Linked DNA regions of Mus musculus: all the other regions are linked to region 3. The links are chromatin contacts, called in public HiChIP or PLAC-seq and Micro-C maps. All regions are on one chromosome and are shown on one strand. Each heading gives the region's core, a stretch centred on a gene start, on an enhancer-like site or on the middle of the called end of the contact. The rest is flanking DNA. Distances are from core to core; before and after follow the strand shown.

Region 1 (3,578 bases), core at 765-3,264, 260 kb after region 3:
ACCCTTGGCGTCTATGGACTTCTCACAGGCTTTGCTGAATCGTGGGGAGGCAGGAACAGATATTGACTCATGAGCACACAAGTGTCTGTAATACCCACTCACCAGCACAGGGACCAGAGGTCAGTCCTGGGTGTGGTTCCTCATCCCTCTCAGAGTTTTGTTTGTCGATCTTTGGTTTTGGTTTTTGGGACAAGGTCTCTCAATGGCTGTCAGCTCCCTAAGTAGCCTAGGCTGGGGATCCAGAAGCCCTGATGACCCTCCTCTCAAATCTCTCACTTAGGGTTACGAGCCTCACCCAGCCATTTTACGTGGTTTCTAGGAGGGCAATTCAGATCCAAGCACTTTTGTGAGCGGAGCTACCAACACAAGCTTTCCTAACTTTTCAGCCTGAATTAAGAGCTAGAAATGGCTTGTTGCTTAAATGCAAATTTGTTCGTCTCATAGCATCCTGTAGTGAAGACTTTTGTCATTGAATCACTACTGCTTGTTATATATGTGTGGACACAGAAAGGGGGGTTATTTTAGAAAATAGGAATCACTTAGAGAAGGAAGGAAGAATGTATAGTTTGGGAGTTTTAAAGGTAAAGTCACTTTTCAAATTTAAAAAGTCCCATGGCAACTAAAACCATACATTCTTCTTAAATATGATGTTGCAGAGCAAGCAGCATCCAGCCAAGGAAAATAAAAGTACAACTTGACAGGTTTCTCCTACACAACCTTCACCAGGCACATGGGAGACATTGACTTTATAATAATGAAAAAAAATTTAAAAAAAAAACCTGAAACTTAATATATAAAAATGAGTCACAGGATGTTACTGGGACAAGAATCCAAAAAAAAAAAAATCCAAGTTAAACCAGAGTACTGTCCCAAAGTTTGGCTTATTAAAAACACACTAGATTTCCAAACAAAGCCAGAACCTGAGCCCCGCGATCAACATCGGCTGTTTCCACGCTAAACGGTGCCTCTGGCCAACTGGTACCGGTTTGATTTCATGAAGTCTAAATGACTCAAAGGCAGCAGCAAGACAGCCAAGACCCAGTAAGCTGCAGGTGTGTTACTGTTTCCATCCAGAAATGTGGCAATCTGTTTTACCCCACCCCCACCCCCCACCTTAACCTACTGACCTAGGAACTCCATTTCCTAGAATGCATACATGCCAGGTAACCGAAGACACACGGACAAGGGAGCCAGGTACCTATACAAAAGTCACACTCTGCACGCTGTTAGGCTCTGGGGAGCCGCAGCTTACTGCCCCAGATCCTACTCTTGAAGGGTGTTTACAGACCAGAAAAGGCTTTGCCCAGACTAAAGGGCAGAAAGCCGGTATGTCTGCTGTGGGGGAATCTACCTCATAGTGCTCACAGTAAGATGCAGATGCACATCAGAAAAAGTTTCCACACGGCGTTGTCCCGCAGGGTCTTCTCCTAAGCTTCATGTAGCCCTACATTTTCCCAGATTTCTACAATACTCTCCTTTTTCTTTTATGGAAAATAAAGATTGTTTTTTTAAAAAAATAAATAAATAAAGGTAGTTCTTTCCTAATTTTGTCCCAGTGCTATGGGGAATCCACTCTTCAAGAAAAGAATCAACATTATGCAATCATTCTTTAAATCCCCCCTTTCAAGACCTTTAATGGGGACTTCAGAAGCCGGGCAGAAGCCCCAGCAGGAAACAAATTTGCAATTCAACAGACGCACCCACTGAGAGACTGCAAGATGCACCCTCGGTAGTTTTGGCAATAATTTCCTTTTATCATTCCTTTGCTCCCAAGAGCTTTTCAACTCCAAGCAAGCCCTGCAGAAGTTAATAGGCTCTTAATATGTTCTCCCCGGCCTGAACCGATTCCTGTTCATAAGGTAATAGTGGGACCCCAGGGGCCCCTTTCACAGGGGCTTTAGCAAATCTCCTGCAGGGGGATGGCCCCTAGGCAGCTCCGCTTCTCTACAGCACAGGCAGTAACCTAGTCAATAGGTTCCTAGCAAGACAATTCCTACATTCACCAGCCCCAAGAAATGAAGTGGGAGGGAGTTGAAGCTTTATTGAGGAAAGAGATTTACCTGTCACCATGATGGTTAGCCCTGCGGGAGTTTAAAAAAAAAAAAAGCAGTTTTCAGCTGCTGTGGATTTCCTGGTCAACAGCCAGCACTAAATAAACATATTTACTTAAAGCTTCATTCACAACTTTTGATGTGAAACCTGCCCAAGCCTAACTGGAAACAGGTAGATTTTCTTTCTTTCTTTTTTTGAGATACAAGGGGCAGCGGGGACAAGATGACATAGATCTAAATCGCCCGTGTTCATTTACAAGCAATGACAGGAGAAGTACTGAGCATGTAAGAATAAACAGAAAAGTCAGCAGGTGTGCCTGTCCCCAAGTTTACACAGAAAGATCCCACAAGCCCTGAAAATATGGCCTCGTTAACAGAACGGAGCAAACAACACTGAAACCACACAGACAAAAGGTTTATGGAGGCACAACTACTTTTCATTAACGCCTCTCGTTTCCCGAGAAGGGGAGGTGAGGTTTAATGATTACAAGTTAATAATTTTGGAAACCCATGGGACCTTCCCAGTTAACAGCTTATGATTTTCAAGTTCACTTCAAAATGGTGGGCTCAGACTAAATAAATCATTTGGAAGATTGCTCAGTAAGGAGCTGTTTTAAGCCATCATATGTAGGTGTGTGAGAAGTCAGGTCTCACAGGTGAAGTCAAGTTAGATTTACCCACCCCCACCCCACCCCCAAAACCCGTTTGAGCGGAGCAGTTTCAATACAATGGACATTTATTCACTCAGAATTTTCCAAAAGCTACCCACTGGACAGTTTTTATATAGGAACAAAGTTTAGGTGTGAAACTGATCGGTGAGTTTCTTCCCCTCTCCCATACACACACCCATTAAGAAGACAGCGCCAAAGTCAAATAATTACAAAAGTCACCTTTAAGAACTGCGTCACTGTTAAGGTTTTAAAGCCAAGTCAGAGGCCAGTGTTTCGCCATCAGCACCTCTGACAAAGGCATTTCTGCCACAGCAGCACAACAACACTTTTAACGTCTTTGTTGAGACGGCATCAGGCCAGGCGGCAGCAGCACTGGACTGTCTCTGCCAACACTTCTCTCACAAGCGTGCACCAACCCATCACTGGGAATTCCACCACGGCCTTGCTCAGATGACAAGGCTTTGGTGGTGTCCCCTGCAAAATACCCACGGCAAAATGGAAAGAAAAGAGGTACCCACTAACGTAATGACCCACCCGACGCCCCCACACCCCACACCTCCAGCAACGGGAGGAAAAACTGTAATTTTTTTTCTCACTACTAGTTTTTTTTTTCTTCAGATTTCAGTAGCCATATCCTCGGTTTGTAATTATCATGTTCCCCTTCCTCTATGAAGCCCTCCATGAATACCTAATGGCATTAGTTATTACAATGCACTACTTAAAGGGCATGGGAAACCAGCGGCTGGCTGAATCATAAGCAGGTAGCCCCCATACCAGCTAGCTGCAGGAGTTAAGCCAGGGCCACACAGCTAGACTCGGGGTGAGGGAATAAACACGGTAGTGCTCGCTGCAATTT
Region 2 (3,621 bases), core at 482-2,981, 430 kb after region 3:
TCCCCACTAAATCCATACTGGACTCAGCACTCTAGGGTCTCTTTGACCAGTAACTAATAGGGAGGTAACCTATGTCAGAAATGAAATTTCATAACATTGAAATTTAATAGTCTGTGTCTTCTGGGAGCAGTATTGTTCAACCATGCAGGGTACTTGAGCATTATTTCCACACTCTTCTATACCTCAATTTCTTCACACCGCACCAGGGATAATAGACATACTATGTTTGTAAATTAAAAATGAATCCTTAACACTGTAACTAGACTAGTTCCTGGGATACAGTATACACTCAAGAAACATCCTTTACACTACATAACTTGAATGCTTATATTGATTATTCTGGGAGCCTGGGTGTACCCAATTTACAGATGAGAAATCTGAGGCCTGTTAAGAGTTCAACTCTAGAGCTGCTCTCGTTTAATAGGCCAATCAGGCAGAAGCAAAGGTGCTTGGTATTCCAATCAACCTGTGCAGTTTCACTGGAAGGGAACCCCAAATTTCTATGTAATGTCTTACCGAAACCGATGAAATATGTTACAGAGTGCCAACGCTGAGATTAGGAGCCACTGCTCTGAATAAGGTTATGTGGAAGGGAGCCTGCAGGCTGCTGTTTCATAATTTTTAACATCTCATCCTTAAAATAAAAAAAAATCACTTAAATACTGCCACAAATAATACTAGAAAGGTGGGGGAGTGTATTTATTTTTTAATGGTTAATTTTTAATACGATGCTTTTCTATATTGCAGGAGAAAGGTTTTCAGAAGTCAGCCCTCTAGCTGCCTTGTAGCCTAGAGGCAATGTGAATAAATGATGTCTCATTTTGTATGGGGCCTCAGAATATGTGTTCTTCCCTTCCTGTCCCAGGAGGAAGAGGACATTGCTAGTCCTAATACCAACGCTGAAGTTTATCATCATCTTTTTTTTTTTTTCCCTTCCATTTCTGGCTGTTGCTGTTATAATGTTACTGGAAGGGCTCCAAAGCCACACACAGAGTGTGCGTCATGCATCTATGACATTATCTTTCGTGGAGTCAGAAAAGAAACTTACTCCCTCTGAGAGGGAGAGGAGCGGTTGAGAAGCCCTATACAGCTAGGGACCAACAACCTAGGAGCAGAAGCAGGAAAAGGAGACTTGTCTAACATGTGACAGAACGACTGACTCATGGGTAAACACTGTGAAACTAAACTATGGTGACTTAAGGAGTACAACGACTACTTTGAAAAAGAGCAGAAATTCACCCATCTCTGAGCCCAGGGAACAACCGTTCCTGAAGCCGTCCCCAGCACTGACCACTACTGTGTGCTTAAGAAAGGGAGGGGGATGGGGAGAGGCCTTGTAAGGAGAGAGGAGTGGGAGGGGAGAGACTACATCGGGATGCAAAGGGAATAAATAAATAAATAAAGAAATAAGGGAAAAAGAAGCGCCCAGAGGAAATTGAGAATCCACGAGAAGATCCCAGAGTCAACTAACCTGGATCCTTGGAGGTTCCCAGACACTGAACCACCGACCAAAGAGCATACAAAGGCTAGAAGACCCACCTCTTCCCCCAACCTTCCACCCTCTCCCCTACCCCCACCCCGCCTCCCACACAGGTGTAGCAGATGTGCAACTTGGTCGTCGTGTGGGTCTCTAACAATTGGAGCAGGGGCTACCCCGACTCTGTTGCCTGCCTGTGGATCCTGTTCTCCTGCCTGTGGATCCTGTTCTCCTAACTGGGCTGCCTTGTTCTGGCCTCAGTGGGAGAGGATGTGCCTAGTGATGTGATATGCCTGGGTGGGTTGGTACTCAGGAGGGGAACCTCCCCCTTCTCAGTGGAGAAGGGGAGGGGGAGGGGGGGAAAGCTGGGGAGGGGGGGGAAGCTGGGGAGGGGGCACTGGGAAGAGGCATGGGGACGTTCCTTCGGGATGTAAAGTGAATAAAATGTAAATTAACGGTGGAAAAACAAAGTCAAACTAAAAACAAAAGCAAAACCAGAACACTCTTTTCTTTTTCTCCTTCCCAAATCCTTGTTCCCCAGCGCTCTAAGGTCTTGCTCCCGCTGCCCTGCTGTGCAAACGCCTCGATGCTTTGTTCTCTTTGGGTATTGCCTTCCTTGCCCTGCCTCTGCCTTTTCTCTTTAATTTTGCCCTCCTTGCATCCTCTAATTCCTCCTTTATGTTGTTTGGTGTGTTTTCCGTTTGTCCCCTTTCACTTTGAAGAACTTTTAGTGTCCTCCGTGGAAGTTTCTCTTTGCCCAGTTAGGCAGCCCAGAAGACTCCTGGGTTTCGTGCTTACTCAGCTAAAAGCTCTAGCTAGGCTTGCAGATGGACCCACCAGGAAGCTGCCTAGTGGGGATGATCTTGCAGCACATAGCTGTAGCCAGACATTGATCCCAAATGCTGTCCCACAAGAAGTAGTCTATATCTGAATTACCTAGCTTAATGCGCATAGGGCACAAACTAATCTACACCAGAACTGCCAATGTTCCTTCATTCTCAAGGAATTCAGTGACTCCAAGTGTGATGATTTGTATCTGCTCGGCCCAGGGACTGGCAGTATTAGGAGGTGTGTGGTCTTGTTGGAATAGGTGTGTCACTGTTGAGTCTGGGCTTCAAGACCCTTATCCTAGCTGCCTGGAAGCCAGTATTCTGTAGAACTCTCAGCCCCTCCTGCGCCATGCCTGCCTGGATGCTACCATGCTCCCACTTTGATGATACTGGACTGAATCTCTGAACCTGTAAACCAGCCCCAATTAAATGTTGTTAATTAAAACCCTAACTAATATTTACCAAGAGTCTCCTGTCATAATCTGAGTAAATTAGCAAGTGAATCAGCTTTCCAGTGTGGACATCCAGGACACTGTGCCTAGGGCAACTTTAAAAAAGCATAACCTTAGATTTGAATACCAGTTGCCTTAGCTAAATATCTTGATTTGGCTGCCACTTCCTCTAACAGTTCTGTTGCTGTTATTTTGAGGGCTATAAAAAGAATGTGTATTCTGATTTTTTTTCCCCCCAGAGCCTTAAGCTCTTTGGAGTAAATACATTGCATGTACCCATGACATCAATCAAAATGGCAGCCCAGCTTTCCTGAGAACTTTTTTCTTTTTTCTTTTCTTTTAACAGACAGACAAGTTCAGTTTCTTCAGGTTTCATAGTGAGCGATGAGGTGAATCTCTAAACCTTTTCCCTCTAAAACATCTACAAACTAATTTTCTTTTCTAATCTAAGAATGCTCATGGTAAACTCAAACAAGGAGACAAAGATAAATCAAGTACCCCAGAGGAAGAGAGAAGGAAAATAAGGCAACCTCCCCCTCCCCCAAGCCTTACTGCTCAGAGCAATGGAGCTCAAAAGGGCATGCTTTTACCTCTCAAGGGACGTTATCTAGAGATATCTAGAGATGTTTTGATTGTCACTTTTGGGGTAGCTTCAGGAGTTTGCAAATCTCTTGCTACTGGTACCTGGTGGAGTAGTCCAGATCCTGTAAACCATCCTACAATGTGTGGGCCCACCCACCACAAGGACTTGTCCAACTCATCATGATGTAAGTATCTCTACTGGGGACTTCTGCACAGCGAGAGAGATGCTTGGCACACATACACACATGTGCACACACAGTGCAACATACTGTTTTGCGCA
Region 3 (4,046 bases), core at 1,062-3,561:
GCAATAGTTGAACTCCAGTCTCTATGGTTCTCCACTTCCTAGCTCGAGGATTTGCTTCTAGCCCACACACTCCAGCCATGATACCCTGGCTACCCATTATCTCTATCTAGTTAGCATGTGCAGGCACTCAGCTTTAGAATGTGGTAAACAGAGAGATAATTAAAGCTCTCTCTACTTATTAAGAAGAGAGCTATAACTTTGTAGAGTAACACAAATCTGACTGGCACACCCCAAAACATATACATACATACATACATACATACATACAGCACATTCACGCACATGTATATGTATACACACATGCATACACACACATAGCACATGCACACATGCATACATACACAATACACACAGAGCACGTACACACACAGCATTTGTATTCATATACACACCCACATACTGCAATACAAACATGTATACACACATACACAATACACACACATACACATAGATACACAGACCACATACACACAGCATTTGCATACATACACACATAGCAATACAAACATACACACACATACATACACATACGGTACATGCATATTCATAGGCAGTTACAGGTTCAGTCACCCCAACACGCCTCTGTAAGAGGTCAGACCCCTCATTAGAGGTTTCCTACCAGCTGTGTTTCCCTGGCTCTTCCTTGCCCAATCTGACATAGTCACACACCAACCAGGGAGCTCGCAGAAACCAGTTTTTTTGAGGTTGAAGATTTGGGTATTTTGTGACTATGACACAGAAAGCCACTTAGAACTGCTGACCCGCCATCAGAATGAAGTTGTTCATCTCACATGAAAGTGAGACTGCCTGAGGTAGGGAAAGAACTCTCTGACTCATGGACCGTGTTTCTAAATGAGCCATCTAGCTAGGTGTTGGATAAAGCAAACGGGGATACTGATAACCAGACTGTTTAGGGGTCAAGAGACACTAGAGAAGTGTGAAATCCTCGGAGCTTCCATGAGAAACCCAGCAGAGGGCGCAGTAACTCTGCGTACAGAAGCTCTCAGCCTCCAAAAGAAGCAGAGAAACAGCTGGAAACCCACTCCCTGCTCGGTCTCATTTAACAGTCTCGTCTGCAGGGAGCCCTAAGGTACCAGTCTCAGCTGGAGCACCTATAACAAAGCCATAAATCAGCCCTTCCTCAGATCCTGCCCACAGTGTGGGAGATCAAGCTGTGCGGAGGCCCCTGACCAGATCCAGCGAACATCTGTGTGTCTGGCTCCCAGGCCTGTTTAGAGTGGCATGCTGTGGTGCCCTGCCTGGGAGGGGCAAGCAGGTTCAAATGCCCTGCCGAGCGAACAAGCAGAGAGGGAAGGCGGTGATCCCCACAGATATAAGGCCTTTCTAACCTATCCCTTCGAACAGATGCAGCTCTTCCCTTGTTGGCTGGAGAGAACGGTTCATCTGTCCAGATGTGAGACCAGCAGGTGTCAGTGGAATCCAGCTGGCTTTACTCCCTAGTCTGAAACTCCTTTTTTGCCTTGTCATTCTTGGACTTATGATGGCTGTTGTTGTTGGGATAGTGTTGTCATACCGATCTTAAGCTGGTGAGTAGATTGAGAGTGATTTTTCCAAGACAGTAGCTTTTCACTGATGTGAGGTGGGCTGCAGGGGCAATAGCCTTCTGTGGGTTTTCTCTTGTTAACTCGCATGTTATCAGCAGCACGAAACCCTGGCGAAGAATGACAAGCACTGAAGACAGTCATGTTTGCTCCTGCTCAGTATGTGAGAGCCCCAGCTCTCAGGTGCCCTGTTGTGCGCCTGGAACAGGAAGTATGCTGACAGGAGACACCTTGTTTTGACAGAGAGATCTGCAGACAGTGGAGGCCTGCGGCCCTAGCCACGGGTCTTATGGACAACACCAAAGGCCTGTGTGTGCCATTAATGTATGAAGATTATATGTATAAGATATATATGTGCATCGTATGTTTACAGATACATGTATATATGTATATGCTGTTTACATTTATATATGCATATAATCTACATACATAATGTATACAGATTGCTGATAGTCTCCTGTGGAAGTCCCCGTTTCCAGCAGTCACCAGCCTTCTTAGTCCCATCCTTTTGCTCCTTGTGACTTCTACTAACAATCCCCTGATATAGTTTTATTTATTTCTTATGTTTTGCGTATTAGTAGGTTTTCTGTGTTGCCGTGAGAAAGCACTTTCACCAAAAGCAAGTCACGGAAGAATGAGTTTATTTGGGCTTACAATTCCAGAGGCATGAAAGGCCTCCACTTCCTGTAGTGTCACACAGTAGTCAGTTTTCGGAGCTCCACTTCCCCGCCCACATAGCAACTCTTTAGCATGGTAATGAGGACAGGTGAGGGGACAGCTGAGTAGGAGTATGACTCAGCAAATCCATGCACAGATTTGGCTTTGATCTTTCCAACTTATCGTATTCACAGATGGATAGCTTGTGAGAGGGGGATGATTCCCTTTCAAATAAAGTATCAATCCTCCCAGTGTGAGCAATGTGGTAAATATTCAGCAAAAATAACCTTCTCTGCATATTTACCTCTTAGAGGGCGGCCAGGAAAGCCAGGTAGAAATAGATATACTACACCAAGAACACATCTGAGCGAGCAGTGCCTTCTGACAGCCTCTCGATCTTCAGTTATAAAGTTCATTTCAACTCAGTGCATATGGTGAGAAATCCTAGACTTCTTTTCATGCTGAATCGGTCACCAAAGCCTTTGCTTTCAACTTGACAATATCTGCATATGGCCACACATGTCACCGATATTCACTAGGGAGGTGTAAGCAAGCAGGTGTCCATTCCTAATGCAAAGACAGCACACGGAATTAGGATTCCACTGGAGTCCCAGCTAGGCAAACTGATGAGTTGACTTGGTGAGCCCACAGGATGTAAGTGAGGGGCTGTCTACAGGGCTTGGAGTGACACCAACCAGACACCATTGAGAAGTTCCATTCCATCATGGCCGATGACCTCATGGAAGCTATTCTTGGAGTCCCATTCTCACTTAACCCTGCACTTAATGTATACTCTACCATTCCAAAGTTATTTTGTAGCTGGGGAAGAAGACAAGGGGAAATAAGGCCTGGATTCCCACATGAGAGCCCTGTGAGCCCCTCACTTCTGTTCAGATTATTAACAGCTCTATTGACATTCCTATAGACCTACCTATCACTGCGTTGCTTTGCTTCCTTGGTTGTCATAGCTACCGGGCCAAAGTCATGATATAAAATACTTATCATTGTTGATTTTTCTGTCAACTTATCTGAATGCTCTACTACATGAATGAGGAAATAAGTCATCCTTCAGAAAGCCCATTGCACCACACTGGTAGGCATAGATATTTCTTTATAAAACCAGAGATACATACTTTAAGTCACAGTGTTTGTCTTTATCTTTGTCTTTCTTTCTCTCTTTCGTTCTCTCTTTCTTTCTTTCTTTCTTTCTTTCTTTCTTTCTTTCTTTCTTTCTTTCTTTTTTGTTTTTTCCGAGACAGGGTTTCTCTGTATAGCCCTGGCTGTCCTGGAACTCACTTTGTAGACTAGGCTGGCCTCGAACTCAGAAATCTGCCTGCCTCTGCCTCCCAAGTGCTGGGACTAAAGGCGTGCGCCACCACACCCGGGTCTTCACAGTGTTTTTCTATTCCCCATGCTTGTTCATGGAAATTCAGGTTAGGTATATTTTTTTTCCTAAGACAAGGTATGTTCCCTGAAAGATTTGTGCACAAGAGACAGCCATCACTCCCAAATGAAAGCATTAATGTTCATATGGCAAACTAGAGGCTTCATGAATTTGTCTAGTCCCCAGAGAGATTCTAGTGAAGGTTAATCAGATGTTGAGATTGCAAACCTTGGTGAGTAAAGGTTGAGATGGGTTTGAAAGGTGTTTTGAAATAAAGAAGAATAAAATGATGCTGTTTCCGTCATCCTACCTGTACCCGACACCCCAGTCAGAGGAGCTACATGAGCTATGCCAGATACTGTTAACACTGAGTCACTCTGCAGAAAAGGGATGAGAGAGATGGACTCGGGCAGGACCTGAAAGCATCAGGCTCTCCATCTGGA

What was found. Hi-C and Micro-C count contacts between places; a contact is called where the count stands out from the background. HiChIP or PLAC-seq counts read pairs in DNA pulled down with a chosen protein or histone mark.
Region 1: an H3K27ac HiChIP or PLAC-seq map of embryonic stem cells shows a contact between it and region 3, with 8 read pairs. The contact joins two enhancer-like sites. A contact is called at or near these places in 2 of 484 Hi-C or Micro-C datasets (both in liver), 3 of 115 datasets of contacts at active chromatin or transcription factors (all in embryonic stem cells) and 1 of 9 other capture datasets (embryonic stem cells).
Region 2: a contact with region 3 is called in a Micro-C map of embryonic stem cells, with 2.1 times the contacts expected there. The contact joins two enhancer-like sites. A contact is called at or near these places in 1 of 484 Hi-C or Micro-C datasets (embryonic stem cells) and 2 of 115 datasets of contacts at active chromatin or transcription factors (both in embryonic stem cells).

Annotation. Positions count from the first base shown.
Region 1 is chr8:44,969,782-44,973,359 of GRCm38.p6, reverse strand. The region is part of intron 1 of Fat1 (FAT atypical cadherin 1); the gene reads right to left. Among named protein-coding and RNA genes, the nearest start is that of Fat1, 21 kb to the right of the region's middle. Within about 2 kb of position 2,014, at least 20 of the 459 cell types and tissues checked have an H3K27ac peak or open chromatin away from gene starts, as enhancers often do. A contact at or near this core is called in embryonic stem cells, where this site is marked.
Region 2 is chr8:44,803,036-44,806,656 of GRCm38.p6, reverse strand. No RefSeq gene overlaps it. Among named protein-coding and RNA genes, the nearest start is that of Gm30397, 39 kb to the right of the region's middle. Within about 2 kb of position 1,731, at least 32 of the 459 cell types and tissues checked have an H3K27ac peak or open chromatin away from gene starts, as enhancers often do. A contact at or near this core is called in embryonic stem cells, where this site is marked.
Region 3 is chr8:45,233,711-45,237,756 of GRCm38.p6, reverse strand. All of the region lies in intron 3 of Gm30504 (a long non-coding RNA gene), which reads right to left. Among named protein-coding and RNA genes, the nearest start is that of F11, 26 kb to the left of the region's middle. Within about 2 kb of position 2,311, at least 22 of the 459 cell types and tissues checked have an H3K27ac peak or open chromatin away from gene starts, as enhancers often do. A contact at or near this core is called in embryonic stem cells, where this site is marked.